Regions from separate parts of the Capsicum annuum genome. Here region 1 is linked to region 2. Evidence: chromatin contacts called from public Hi-C data. All regions are on one chromosome and are shown on one strand. The core of a region is the stretch at or near the end of the contact, and the rest is flanking DNA. Distances in the headings are between cores, read along the strand shown. Region 1 holds the start of LOC107863162 (RNA polymerase sigma factor sigE, chloroplastic/mitochondrial). Region 2 overlaps LOC124897080 (a long non-coding RNA gene).

Region 1 (2,923 bases), core at 16-2,515, 66 kb after region 2:
TTAACTAAATATATTTTTTCTTCTTTTTTAGTGATGCACCCATGTTCCAAAAATTCTAAATTAGTCACTTAGGCCAACCAAATAGATTGTTGAGGACATTAGATAATGTTTGGGTGTGCTTGTGTGATGACGCTGAAATTCCACATAGTAGTTAATGAGAGGATAGTTTTTTAGACTAACATATTAGAGTAGGACTCATCCAAATTCTCCTTTGAACCATATTGGACCAAAATACTAAAAGTTATCTATGCTCTAGATATAAAATTCTAGACTTAAATAATATGATAAGATAAAAATCTTATGATTGTTGTGTATAGATAAAACTTAATCGAAACAAACTTGACTCTGTGTTATATATGTGGTTTGCATTAATCCATATCAATAATTTTTTTGGGCAATTTTTTGTTTTCAACTGAAAAATTTTGTGTTATAAGTTTTTTCATTGGGCATCCAATTAAATACATTTCATATAAAAATGATTTTACACAAAAAATAGAAAACTATTTAGCCATGAACAACATCTTTCTTTTGTCTACTATGTAGACGTAGTAAACTTAGGAGTTGTTTGGTTGGTGAAATGAAATAAATAAAGATATTTTATAAAATTATTTTATTTTATTTTTGATATGAGATAACTTATTCAATTATTTACACAAAAATAATAAAATAAAATAATAACATAATATTTTGTGATTATTATTCTTATCCCATCAACCAAATGATGGAATATGCACAATTATACATGATAAGAAAACAGTCAAAATAATTTTTTTCTGGCATTGAAGACTAGTGATTAGCTTGGACTTTGAAATATTCAAATTTATTTATCCTAACAATAATAGTAAGATTCACACTTGTAAAATTATGAGGCAGACAATTAATATTATTATTAATAATAATAAACCCCAATAAACATAAATTAGAAAATTACAAAATTCAAATGGCACAAAATAAGCAACGTAAGATTCTACACACCACTTCATCAGTAGGTCCACTTTAATTTCGTGATCATTTTTTATTTTTATACAAAAAATTAAAAAGCACACCTCGTGTCAGTAACCACATCCATAAATTTACTCAAAAATATCTCTGCTTCCACTCTCAACTTGCCACGTAGTCACTCTACTGCTGTCCACGTCATCCTCTTCTCCTATTCTATCCACGTGGATTATAAATTCTGACCGTCGATCTTTCTAACTTAGAAATCTTGGCCGTTGGATGGTTAGAAAAAAGAGCTTGTGGACACCGAAATTCGAATGTGTATATATTGTTAATTAGAAAATAATATTTTGTTATTAACTACCACACGTACATTTTGAGCCTCTCAAATTTCCACTTCGATCATTTTTCTTTTCGTCGTAGAAAAAAGTTTAGCTCCGATCAGTTTTGGTTACCAGAATCTTCATATACCGTTGGCTAAGATTAATTTATTCTGTGATATTTTCAGGTACTATACGTTGTTTTCTGATTTATCATTTATGTGTACTATAACTGTCTAATTAGTTTGTTGAAAGTAAGTATTTTTGATTTACTTCATTCCGGTTTGCTTGAACTGAACATAATTAATAGTGTTGTTATCACGTTATCCGGAGGTCATGGGTTTAATCTATAGAAAAGAACGGATACAATAGACTCTTGTGGTCCGGCTTTTTCCAAACTTGAAAATAACGGGAGCTTAGTATACCGGAATGCTTTTTTCGTCGAAAATGAGGAAACAAAATTTGAGTTCATATCTCAAAGTTCACTCAATTTTGAGGATTTATCAAGTAAAGTCTTAAGTTGAATGATTTAATTGATACAACGGACTAAGTTGAGTGGTTTTATTGATATAAAACAACATTCAGTAACTTTGCTAGATAAATTCTTACAGTTGAGTGACCTTTCGAGATGTTTACTCAATGAAATTGTTTTAGAAAATAATATGATTGTGATCGAATAGTTGTGTAACTCTCGAAATCAAACTTGCTTAAGATATTCAGTGAACAGAATCTCAGAATTGCAAAGTTCTGGCCAATAGCTGTTGAATTATGAGTAATTAACTTTAATTTGTTGATTCTTTGTACTGAAGCTTCGTCAGAAAACAAACAGGAAAATAGAAGAAAATAGTTCATGCCTTTAGGGAATTTCCTTAACCATTTGTCTTCAAGTTGAGATTAGTTTTGTTTTATGTATCATAATTCATAGTGCATGTATATTGGATTTGGCAGGTGAATAGTTTGTGAGAAGCTCTTTTGTTCATTGAGAAAAATTTTGATAGCACAACTTGGCATGGGAGTTGTGACTGTTTCTAGCTCTGCTTCTCGAAGTCCATTGGGATTGAGCACAAGGTTTGCAGCTCGTTTATGTCCGCTTAAAAGGCCAGTAATTGTATCGTTTAAGAAAGATAAAACAAAGAATACAACTTTAGTTGCACCTAAGGAATCCATATCCTTGCCTATAGAAACGTCTAAAGAAAATGAAAAGAGGTCAAGACGAGTATCTAAACGTCCCGAGAGAGTTCATGCTGTTTCAATGGAAGCCTTTCCGAGCACGTCAGAATTAGATTACAGTGAAGCTGCTGCCAAACTTGAAAGTATCTACAAGCGCAGTCTGGAAACTGCTAGCTCCAATACCGAAGTTAAGGATCGTTTGGTGAAGAGAAGGCCAAGGACGAGGAAGAGGATTGTAGAAGGTGATGAGGAAGCAAAGAGAGAGGTTGCTAATAATGTGGTCAAGAATCGTAGAAAGAAGTCTAAGAGGTTGAATCTTGACCAGAGGATTGCTCTACTAAAGAATAAAGATGGTGAAATGGTTACGTCATCCGAAAGAAGAAAACTCAAAGAGGACACTGAAGATGAAAAAATCGATAAGCTTGTCAGAGAATATTCAGGTGCTACTGACTTAGCGAGCTTAGACTGGAAGAAAATGAAGATCCCTCCAGTGC
Region 2 (3,069 bases), core at 330-2,829:
TGAAAAGTTGGAATTTCTTGTAATGGTTTATTGTGTTTGAGCAGTGAACCAAGGGTGAAAATTGGAGGTTCTTGTAATGATTTATTGTGTTTGTGAATTCTGTTAAGTATAAAGTGAAAATTGGAGGTTCTTGTAATGGTTTATTGTGTTTGAGTAGTGTAACTGGTAAGGGTGTTTATTATATTTGTAATATGTTAACTCGAGAATATAAATTGCTCCTTAGAAGTAAGGAAAAGAATTTAGTTTTAGGATATACAGAAAACAAAGAATTCATGCTATTTTTGTCTGAATATATGTAATAATTGTTATTTGAGAATCATGTTCACTTGCTTAGGTTTATTTTGTACATTTTTATACCTCCACCCTCATACTATTATTTTGATGAATGCTGTGAGTTTAATAACATATACTAATCTTTATCATTCTTTAATTACATTAGAATAGATTTCTTTCTCTTAACAATTTTAGAGGTCTTTCTACAGTTATCGGGCAGGTATGTTTTAAATGTGTGAGATCATGTTAACATTATTTACATAGGCAATCTTGCATTCTGTTAACTTCCTACGTACTAAAGTGATTATTATCCATCTAAATACTAGTTTTATTTTTGTTTATTTGGCATGTGAAATTCATTTAAGTCCATTGGACTCCATTTTTCGCATTTCCGAATGCTCCAAAGAGGCCTACATCATCTTAGATTCAAAAGCCGCAACAAATGTCCGAAATGGACTAATGCATGAAGAAAATGGATTAATATAGCTGTTGGTATACACTGATATACGCATATATACGGGTCGTACCGGTCAAGAGCGGCTGGTGTATGCTTATGCGTGGTGCATAACAAAGATGGAAGCAAGTATATGGATTTATACACTGATATACTGCATATATACAGTAAAACGTAGCAAGGCAAAGCTGTGATATACAATTGGTATACATGGATAAAAATGGACTGAAGTCCATGAATTAAAGCCCAAAAGCTGGACAACTTTATTGATGGGCTAATTTAGGGCCCAATTTTAATTCTTATATTATTTTTTGGGTAACTTACATAAATTCCTGAATCTATAAGTGATATTATATAAAATCTCGACTATTTTGTTAATTATATTTTATCCCGATTTTTTGAAATGGTGATACATTTGTTATACGGTGATACATATAAAAAAGTGATACATTTGAAACTGACTGGATATTTATTTAAGGAAGTAACAAATTCTCTTTTATTTTGTGGAGCAAATTACGCACAATCAGTTACACAATGAATTAATTAGATTCAAAAAAAATTTCAATACGCTAATCCTCGTTTATTCTGAGTCCTGCTCCTCCTCTCGTCCTCGTCGACTCCGATCATTCCGTACCGAAAAACTCAGATCCGGTGCCGGAATGTAACAACTAGTACAGTAAACTACATATATTATATGACTGAGTTAGCAAAGTATGAAGGACAAAGGCTCATAAACTTACTGTATTTTCAAATTCAGATGTACAGAGGTCACCTGAAAGATGGTTCATACAAGATTTTTGTATTTTTTTCTTCTTTTTTGTTTTTTGCGCTCTGCTTTTTTCGGTTGGTACGAAAGAGTGGTGTTTCGGTTGGTAAGTTGTTATGGGAATTTTCGGTGGTGAGTGGATCGTTTTTTAGTGGATCGGTGTTGGTTCACCGAAACAGTGAGCTCCGATGATGGAAATGGCTGCTTCATTTTTTGATACAGTGTGAATAAAATGTATCACCCATTAATAATATATGAATCACCTAATAATCGAAATAAATAATTATATCTACCATATGAATCACCATAATACCATATGTATCACCTATTAATATCATATGAATCACCCAATAATTGAAATAAATAATTGTATCTACCATATGAATCAACATATACCATATGTATCATCCATTAATATCATATGTATCATCTATTAAAATCATACAAGCTGTATTTATCGTATGAATCACCATAATACCCATATAATGATATCATATTTATCATTCATATGAATCACCATTAAAAGAATAAACATGAATGAATAACTAAATAAATTTATATATGTATCAATCAATTTATTTTAAAAAAATTGGCAGAGATTTTAGGAGAGGAAATATTGGAAAAAAAAAAGTTGCATGTGTTAAAGGAGGAGAAAAAATCAGGAAGGAAGATACTTAATTGATGATAATTAGGGAGATTTTATGGAAGAAAATCTTTAAAAAAAAATAGTTTGAATGAGTTAATGGTGGAGTAAAAATAGGATGTGAGGTTTTGTTGATATGTATCAAGAGTAAAATTGAAGATCGAAATTTTATGTACATTTTAAAAAGTAAGGGATATTGGGTAATATAGTCTATTAAATATGAGATTTGTATAATTTAACCTTATTTTTGGTGGCTTGTATTGTTTATTTGTATTAACCTTCCCAAATTTCCTAATTTGATTTCTCATTTTACTTGTCTTTTTTCATTAGTGAAGAAGAGACAAGTTTTTTTTTTCTATGTTTTACCCTTTGCATTAATTACTTTTTCTTTAAATTAAAATGTAAACATCATTTAATATGGGTACTATGATAAACTAGCCATGTTATTAATTATTTTTCTTAATCAATGTACCATCTCAATTTAGGACGAATAATTTGAGACGGAGGGAGTAACATTTTAATCAATTAATCTAGGTAAATTCCTTAAGGTGTTATCATTTTATTTTATCTTAGTTTTCTTTTACTTAATTCATAATTTTCTCACATAATTTTATATTATCTAAAACAGATTAATTGGTTCCTTCGATTTTCTCCTTAAAACAAGTCTTCTAAAGGTGAGTATTTTATTTTAGGATGACATAATAGTTTATTTGGATTAAAATAATTTTCTCCAAACTTAAGAAATTAATCTTCAAATTTAGAAGCTAATTTGTTTTGAAAATCAAATTCTCAAAAATTAGCGAAACATTTTTAATTTAATACTCTCTTAATATTTTTTCAAAGGTATTATCTATTACATAATCGACTTTTCTATAATAATTAATAATAAAAAAATAATTCTATAATCTTCTTATTTTACAAAAGCATAAATTT

What was found. Hi-C and Micro-C count contacts between places; a contact is called where the count stands out from the background.
Region 1: a contact with region 2 is called in a Hi-C map of leaf, with 2.8 times the contacts expected there. The contact joins the promoter of LOC107863162 here to the enhancer-like site in region 2. A contact is called at or near these places in 2 of 5 Hi-C or Micro-C datasets (leaf and placenta).

Annotation. Positions count from the first base shown.
Region 1 is chr3:226,848,829-226,851,751 of UCD10Xv1.1, forward strand. LOC107863162 (RNA polymerase sigma factor sigE, chloroplastic/mitochondrial) reads left to right here and starts at 1,266. Exons shown (of 6, transcript XM_016708968.2): 1 at 1,266-1,447; 2 at 2,208-2,923. The coding sequence starts at 2,269.
Region 2 is chr3:226,782,497-226,785,565 of UCD10Xv1.1, forward strand. LOC124897080 (a long non-coding RNA gene) reads left to right here. Exons shown (of 2, transcript XR_007053664.1): 2 at 639-1,106. Among protein-coding and RNA genes, the nearest start is that of LOC124897080, 2.6 kb to the left of the region's middle. Within about 2 kb of position 1,580, at least 2 of the 5 cell types and tissues checked have an H3K27ac peak or open chromatin away from gene starts, as enhancers often do. A contact at or near this core is called in leaf, where this site is marked.